Regions from separate parts of the Mus musculus genome. Here regions 2 and 3 are each linked to region 1. Evidence: chromatin contacts called from public promoter capture Hi-C data. All regions are on one chromosome and are shown on one strand. Each heading gives the region's core, a stretch centred on a gene start, on an enhancer-like site or on the middle of the called end of the contact. The rest is flanking DNA. Distances are from core to core; before and after follow the strand shown. Region 1 holds the start of Cep295 (centrosomal protein 295). Region 2 holds the start of Fat3 (FAT atypical cadherin 3). Region 3 holds the start of Mtmr2 (myotubularin related protein 2).

Region 1 (2,700 bases), core at 48-2,547:
TTGAAACCATTCCTTTTCACAGAGAATTCTTTATCACAATTGTGGTCAGGACAAGTATGATCTTATTCATCACCTCATCTCTTTTGTCTAAAAAACTGTCTTGCATCTTATAAATAATTCAGCGTGGACTGAACGAGAAAGTGACTAATCCATATACAGTACTACATGGCAGACCCAGTCATGACTTCATCGAAGAACAAATGTCAAACAGTAGTAATTGCTTGAATTGAAAACCTTTTCCGCACTCGGGAGGCAGAGGCAGGTGGATTTCTGAGTTTGAGGCCAGCCTGGTCTACAGAGTGAGTTCCAGGACAGCCAGGGCTACACAGAGAAACCCTGTCTCGGAAAACAAAACAAAACAAAAAAAGCCTTTTCCAATACACTCCACTGAATTCTTAAGAAAATACTCCTGAGGATGGTTGAGGCTCCAAGAGAGGAACATTTTAAGTTGTCCTCCATAGGAGACAAGTATTCCTCCTGCATCTATTAAGTAGAATCCTGTTACCTGGCTTGTTCACTAGTCATTTCTACCCATGTGGACTCTTCAAGTTCTGTGTTTTAAGTGTCCAATAATGATGGACACAGTAGGGCTTATCTTGATAGATTTCCTTCTAAGGATTAGGCAGTATCTGACACACAGTAACCAAAAAATTAATAGATGTGGATGCAAGAGCCATTCATTAGCAAAAGGCAGAAGCCAAGTTTCAAATCCCTTGGGCCTTGTTAACTTTATTCCGTGTAAGGGGGTAATAGCCACCACACGTGGCTGTACTATATGTACGTGTGGCTTAATTACTACCCAACCGCCGAACACATTCTAATGTAAGACTGACGACAACCATTCGCTGCTGTAGGGTTTATTGCCTAGGCTGGTCTTGAACACGAGGCATTTCTCCTGCCTCAGCACTGCCTTGCATGTGCTGGGATTACAGGGTGAACTAACACTCTCGAATGAGACTGCCATTTTTTTCATAGCTTGAGTGTAGGAAGAGTACCAGAAGAGCTACGGGTGGCGGATGCCTCAGAAAGGCCGAGCTCTCTGTAGGGCCGGCCTCGGGGCGGTTTAAAGGGCCGGAAGGTTCGCCAGCCTGCTCGCGGCCAGCCAGAAGAACCCTGGCGGGCCTCCGTCACTCACCTGACAGCGTGTGTGGTCTGGCCTCACGACACACAGGCACCCGCACCCGGCCGGCTACCCAGCAGCCGTTTGGGTACCTGCGGGACAGCCATGACCCGGCTCTCGTCACTTCCGTCATTCAAACGGCCCGCCAATGGCGGGATCGGACGGCGGGAACCAGCTTAGGACCGCCTCCGCAGGGGCCGCCCGGAAGGCCGCGCCGTGCCAAGCCCCCGCCCACCTCCAGCTCGGCGCACGCGCAGCCCCGCCCACGTGCACGCACGCACGCACGCACGCGCAGCTTGCGCAACGGGCCATTATCCCTCTCAACTGTCAGGGTCTTGTCCCACTTGCTCTGTGGTGTTTTGTCGCCGGCAGTCAATCCTGGGTCGGGTTCAGAACATGAAGGAGGATGTGTGGAATCGGCGGAAGACTTGGACCAGGAAGTGCAGTTCACATACTATACTCTGACACCGAGACAACTCAGACTACCTTTATTTATACATCTAGTTTTCCACGTCTCTTTTAAGAACTTCCTATGTTCAACCAAGTGCACACTGTACTTCCTTCTCAGTCGCCACGGTTTCCTGCTAACCCATGAACAGTATCAAGAAAGATGAAATATAGATTGAGCACGTGGCTAATATCTAACCCAGCACATTGATACATAACCAATTGAGGATACAGTACAGAGAGGCGATAAACTACATACCCGAGAAATTCTGATTTAATTATTGACACCTAGCCTGTCCCCTTAGGAAATCTCATTCCTCTAGTGCCCAGGGCAAATTAGTAAACCGAGTCAGTTGCTCATCCTTGCTTGGTGTAACCTCTGAATATTCCTGTTAAGTCTTGGAACCAACAATCCAGAAAGACCTTCTTAAGCTTTTAATACCCATGTAACTATTGTTTGGAACAGCACTGTAGGGCAAATTGTTGGAACTAAGTAACCATAAGGAGAGAACATCTGGATGTTAGCTGGTGTACACAGACTAGGCCCTCTTGTTGACCAACCGCATCATTATTAACAAACACAGGAGTAGTGGTCTATTCCACTTTCATGGCCTCAGAGACAAATAGGAATGAATCACAGTCCAAACTTTCTGATTCTAGAGAAACATCTGTCACAAACAAAGTAAAAGCAAATACTTCCAATAACAAAGTCAAACACACAAATGCAAGGCAAAAGCGAACCAAGCATTCCTTGGGGAAAGGCCAGGAGATTCTGTTCCAATATCCCATAGGTCTTTGCCATGTGGGGACCCAACTCCTCAGGCCTTGCCATAAGGAGATCCATCTGCATTAAACTCATGCACCATTCCCAGCAGAGGCATGTTCACTTGGTCGCAAGTCTGGAAGAAGAGGTGTAGCAAGCACTTTTGGTTCAGTTGCCTGACACCCCTCTGTCATTTGCTGACCTGATGACTGGACAGCTCTACCCAGCTGGCGTCTTGGGCAGAAAGTACTCAAGTGGAAATCTGAGCTTGAGACATGTTCTGTTTTGAATAGGAAACCAGGAGGGATCAGAGCAAGCTCAGTAGGGTGAGAGAGTGTCAGCCTATACATTGTGGGGGAACACTCTCATA
Region 2 (2,700 bases), core at 201-2,700, 1.1 Mb after region 1:
TCCTCTGGTAGCAAGAGCCAAGAGCTGTGCCTTTAGAGCGTCCGGCAACACCCGGCCCTCTGCATCTCACCCTCTCTCCGAGCGCACCACAGCTCCCAAGAGCCGGGCAGAGGACAGCAACAAAAGTTGCTTTCCGCAAAGTCTAATCTTGGACAATGTTTAAACACTTCCGAAAACACACGAGACAAGAGTCTGCTGGGGGAGAAACAGTGACCGCATTATACTGCCAAAAAGACCCGGGCTCGCCACCTTTCTCCAGCCCGGCCCGATGCATTTTAGCTCAGCGACCCCAGCTGGTCAAGTCCTCTCGCTCACCAAGCGCCACGCGAAATCTGTCCAGTCCACCTCTGTCACCCCCAGCCAGCTCCCTAAGATCCCCAACTGCACTCCGGTGAGCCAATGGTTTCTTTTCCACACCTTCCGGAAAGAACTCGGGGCGGCGAACAGTGCGCCCTCAACGTGCCCACGAGGAGCCGCAAGGGCTGTTCGGCATCCCTGGGATGATCAGACTACCGCTATTCTCTTTTCAAATAGCACGGTCAGTTCTGACGCCCGCCAAAAATCATGCGTTCTCCCAAAGCAGTCGGGTCCATCTCCCGTCAAAACAACAGAAATCCTTTCCTGGCTTCTCGGCTAAACTGTCGCACCAGTTCAAAGTCGGCTGTCATTTAGAACCTTTCACAACCCAAGACTCAGACATAGTATGCAGGGGCAGGCGAACATTCTAGGCTACCCTTCCTGCACCGTGGAAGTGGAGGCTGGGCTCTTTGCTCCGCTCATAGCCTCCTCTAGCATGCACCCAACTTGCGCCTCTGGGTCCTGCAAGTGCATCCATCGGCATCTGCCCCTCTTCCTACTGAGTGCTGCAAGCGCCAGCTACCCAGCGGAATCGCCGCCTGATATCATCCACCTGCAGCCAACGGCCAAAGCTCAGTGAGGACCCAGAGCTGCATGTACAGACCCGAAAGATCGCCCTCCTCTTATTGCTAGCCCTAAACTTAACCAACTCCGGTGCCATTTCCTGGCTCCTGCCGCAGGGCTGTCTCCCTGGGTTCCAGCTGGTAGCGGTAATGACCACAGCTCCAGGCAGCGCCCAGGCAGGAACTTTACAAGGTGAAAAGTTTCCCCCCACTCTCTCTGAGAGCTTTAGCTTTCCGGAGCACCCATCACAGCCTCTCTGTAACCAGGTTGCTGAGGCTGTTCTGAGAAAGGTGCACCCCAGCCAGTGCACCATGCACCCAAATAAGCATGCTAAAAATCCTCACGCACCCTTGCCTTGGTCAGCGATGCGCCCCTGCACCCGACGAGTCCTCCGTGGTCTTCCTTTCAAGTCTAGGGGCGAGCTGGCCACCCCGCCGCCTCCGCCGCAGTGCTCGCCGCGTGCTCCCGGCTGAGGCTAGGGCGGCGAGCGGAGGCGCTAGGCGCTCAGGACGCCGCCACTGCTGCGGGTTGGCGGCGGAGGAGGGGAGTCGGAGGAGGATGGCGGCGGGAGGGGTGGGGAACCCGGGAGCGAGGTCCCAACGCGCAGCCCAGATCACAGCGCAGCCTGCCGGGGGGAGCGGTTCTCGCGTCTGCTCTAGTCAGCTTGCACCGCTACTGCTGGCGGTGGAGAGGTACCGGGTTCTTCTTCGCGGCGGCCGCCGCCGCACTGCCAAACCCCTAGCTTCGCTGTATTCTCCTCCCTCCCGCAGAGCCGCGTCCTCCGGGGGATGGGGGTGGGGGATGACCAGAGATCTCCGAGCGCCACACGAAGAGAAGGGGAGGGAAAGGGGGGCAGGGAGACCCGGCGGTCAGCAGGAGGACGCTAAGGGCGCCTCGCCTGGAAGCTGGACTAATTTTAGAGCCTAGGCATCCTCCACTTCTAGCGTGGCTGGAAGAACGCACCAAAGTCAGACTGACGTTTTCAGAGAGCGCGCACACACCACACTCAATCGTCTCTGCTCTGCTCTGCTCTGCTCTGCTCTGCTCTGCTCTGCTCTGCTCTGCTCTGCTCTGCTCTGCTCTTCAGCCTGCTGCCTAGAATACACTAGACTTCTCTGGACCAGATGAGGAAACCGAGGCACAATGAGACCAACATGGTTTTACCCAAGCTCCTCAGGCTACTTTGAAGCACAGTGGGCACGGCTATCAAACGCTGTACCTCCTGCTGCCCACCCGGGACTCGCATTTCTTTCCCACGCATTTTCAGATCACTGGGATCACCTTTGTGTGGGAGAGAATCAGACTAAAAAGTAACATGACTCATCACCCCCACCCAGTCTGAAACACGGTGGGATGTGAAGACATTCAGAACAGGAATGAGTGAACAGTCTCAGGGGAGCCAGGTGATTAGCAATACCAACCGGTGTGCCCTCTAGGTCCTTTTACTTCTGGATCATCCTCACAAGTCTGAGGATTCATGGCACCCCACCCCACCCCACCCCACCCACACTGCTTCAGTAGAGCTACACTTCAGCCTATGTTCCTTGCCTGTGAGCTCTGAAACATTCCTAACTAACGGCCAGCCCCGGTAAACCTGGGCCAGCGCCAGCCTCCACCCAACCCCCACTGCTGCACAGCAAATCACGTCTGTCTAAAGCAGGCTTTCACCCCAGGGGGTTCCTAGGGTGCCCACTCCCAGGCAGCTTCTCTGGAACTCTGGGACCGAGCAGTAACTCCAAGAGAGATGCTTCCGCAGACATGCTGTAGAGATAAATTTGC
Region 3 (2,700 bases), core at 2-2,501, 1.6 Mb before region 1:
CCAAGTGACCATGGACTGGAATCTTTGAAACCATCAGCCAAAATAAATCTTTCATTGGGAATACTGTAAAGGAAAGCTAGTACACAAATTATTTCCTTGGTTCTATAAATTATGATTGTGTTTTAAAACCAAGTTTTAAATTAAATCTAGTTTGTAAGAACACAATTATATTTATCCTAGCAGGATTTTTTTAAAAGTTTCTTTTATTTACAGAAATAATCTTTGTGTTTTTGCTTTCCAGACGTGTGAGGTGTTTAAGGCAGAGTCACAATTAGAGAAATTCCTCCAGTACTTTCCTTCCTGTGTCCTGAGTAACAGAAAGTCACGGGTATTAACATTCCCTCTTTACCCAGTTTCTGTTCCTTTATCACATTCCATCTCCACACTCCCTTCCTGCTTTGTAAGGGAATATGAAGCAGCACACCGGAGGTAAGTCTGTTCTCCATGTTACATCATGACATTCAGTAGTGTTTTTGTCTAATTCTTTTTGTGATTTTAGCAGCTTCTCCCTCATTCTCACTTCAATACTTACTATGCCTTATAGGTTGGTGTCAATGTGCTTATCAGCTACAGACACACTTTCAAGCCACTTTAACCCATACTTTTGTCACTGGAGGCCTGAAAATTCAACTCCATTCTCACTTTCCTTTGTATAACGCTGTTCAGAGATGGAAATTTCCCTTCCCCTCCCCATTCAGGGTAGCTGTTACTATCTTTCTCCTACAAACCACTTGTTAGTGGTCTGTCATCCTTTAGTTTTCTTTCATTAACAGTTACCATTTATTAAGTTTGTTAGGTTGTTTATATATTGACTACTGTCTGAGTGCTTAAGCAGGCATTGCTTTAGGCGTTTTATATTTATCAATAGTTATTCTGTGAGGTTAATATACTTACACAGAAGGAAGCAGATGTAAATGCAAGGTAACTGGAGGCCGTGGGATCAGTCTGCTTAGCTTCACTGTTACCGTTACAAAATGGGTTCTCACATCACGTATGATCTCACATCACTACTTCTAACCTCACCCTTAAATACCTCACCCCCTCATCCCACAGGCCGCCCACATTCCTCTCATTTTCCTCGAGTCCACCTCTCCCAAGCCGTCACATCTTGTGTTTTCTCTGACATACTAGTGTCCTCTTCCTTCTGGAGATTTTCCTGTTAGCTGACTCTCACTGGGCGGCCAGGCGCATGCGCATCGCTCCGCTTTGTAGCGCCACGGGGCCCGACTCCCGACAGCCCCCGCGCGCAGTGCAGGCTGGGGGAACATGGCCGCTTCCGGTCTCGGAGCCTGCCTGGCGCGGGGCTGACCGCGGCTGCGGCCCCGTGCGCTCCTCCCTCTGCATCTCGCGCCGGCGGCCGCGGAGGGCGCAGCGGCCTCCAGTTTCTCGCGCCATGGAGAAGAGCTCCAGCTGCGAGAGTCTCGGCGCGCAGCTCCCGGCGGCAAGGCTGCCCAGCGAGGACTCACTGTCCAGGTGAGGCCGGGCGTATGGGGACGGAGGCCGGGAGCAAGTGTAGATGGAGACGCCAGGGCGTGCGGGAAGAGAGACTGAGGCTGCTCCTGCGGGAGGGAGGCCGGGGCATGCGGAGGAGAGACCTGGGCCTAGAGAGGCTGGACCCCGAAGAGGGCAAAAGCCGCGGGCATCCCGTGGGTATGGAGAGCCCAGCAGAGCAGTGCTTGCTTCCTCCTCTGGGCCTTTGGTGCGAGAAGTGAAAATACAGTTTCTTTATGGCCACTGCCCCTCTAATTCCCGCTCATTTTCCGGTCCTAGATTTTGCTCCAGTTGTGTTTAAGGACGCAGCGTTTTTTACTTTATCAGGAGTTCAGTTGTCAAGGGCGTGACATTTTCATTCTTGTGCTCTAATCACAGTTTGGGGACCAGCCCATTACCAGACAAGAGGCTTTAGAGGACACTGAGACAAGCGTGCTTAGATTTGAAATGGAGAGGGGACGAAGCCTTCAGAGTCAGCTTCTCAGCTTAAACATCAGTGACATTACCATCACAATATACATTATATGTGGTGTCTGTTTGGAGCATTCTTCAATTAACTGTAGATAACAGCTTTATTATAGAACTTGTCAGTTTAAATTTTAAGCTTAATGTAGGCAGACAGCCACAGATGAATCGAATGTACAGGCAAGGTAGACTGTTATTTCCACTTACTGTGTTAAGTGTTTATCTAAATTATTTCAAGTTTTGTTTTGTTTGTCTACAAAGTACTACAAGCAAGTATTAATGTTTGATTATGATAGCTCAGCTTTTTTCTGCCCGGTCACTCCAAAGTTGTTTGTTTGTTTACAGATGCTCAAATAAATTATCTTATTTGCTTTCATACATTCTACAAAATCATCTTTAATATTTCTCAATGTATCACACAATTTCTTTCACCCAGTAGATTGATAAACGTATTACTATTTAAAAGTGTCTTTGTGTGTGTGTACTTGCATGAGTTCATGTGTACCACAGGCATGGAGGAGTCCAGGAGGTGAGATTCCCTTAAACTGGAGGACAGGTCGGTGTGACCCTCCTGTGGATGCTGGGAACTGAACCCTGGTCCTCTGTCAAAGTAGCAAGTGCTCTCAACTGCTGAGCCATCTCTTCAGCTCTCACTTAAATTACTGTTGAGTTTAGCTATGAGAATTATTTCTACTTGTTGGAGAGTGGAGATTATCTCAGTTTAGGAAAAACTCCAAGTTTATA

Evidence for each region. Promoter capture Hi-C pulls out the DNA fragments that hold promoters and counts their contacts.
Region 2: a promoter capture Hi-C map of embryonic stem cells shows a contact between it and region 1, with 4 times the contacts expected there. The contact joins the promoter of Fat3 here to the promoter of Cep295 in region 1. A contact is called at or near these places in 1 of 39 promoter capture datasets (embryonic stem cells), 1 of 484 Hi-C or Micro-C datasets (embryonic stem cells) and 4 of 115 datasets of contacts at active chromatin or transcription factors (astrocytes, embryonic forebrain, embryonic limb bud and 1 more).
Region 3: a promoter capture Hi-C map of pre-B cells shows a contact between it and region 1, with 7 times the contacts expected there. The contact joins the promoter of Mtmr2 here to the promoter of Cep295 in region 1. A contact is called at or near these places in 3 of 39 promoter capture datasets (embryonic stem cells, liver and pre-B cells) and 2 of 9 other capture datasets (adipose tissue and liver).

What each region holds. Positions count from the first base shown.
Region 1 is chr9:15,356,491-15,359,190 of GRCm38.p6, forward strand. It overlaps Cep295 (centrosomal protein 295), which reads right to left and starts at 1,298. Exons shown (of 27, transcript NM_176976.4): 1 at 1,136-1,298. The coding sequence starts at 1,253.
Region 2 is chr9:16,500,604-16,503,303 of GRCm38.p6, forward strand. It overlaps Fat3 (FAT atypical cadherin 3), which reads right to left and starts at 1,451. Exons shown (of 26, transcript NM_001080814.2): 1 at 1,270-1,451.
Region 3 is chr9:13,747,928-13,750,627 of GRCm38.p6, forward strand. It overlaps Mtmr2 (myotubularin related protein 2), which reads left to right and starts at 1,252. Exons shown (of 15, transcript NM_023858.4): 1 at 1,252-1,473. The coding sequence starts at 1,394. It overlaps Gm39291 (a long non-coding RNA gene), which reads right to left and starts at 1,275. Exons shown (of 3, transcript XR_870544.2): 1 at 895-1,275.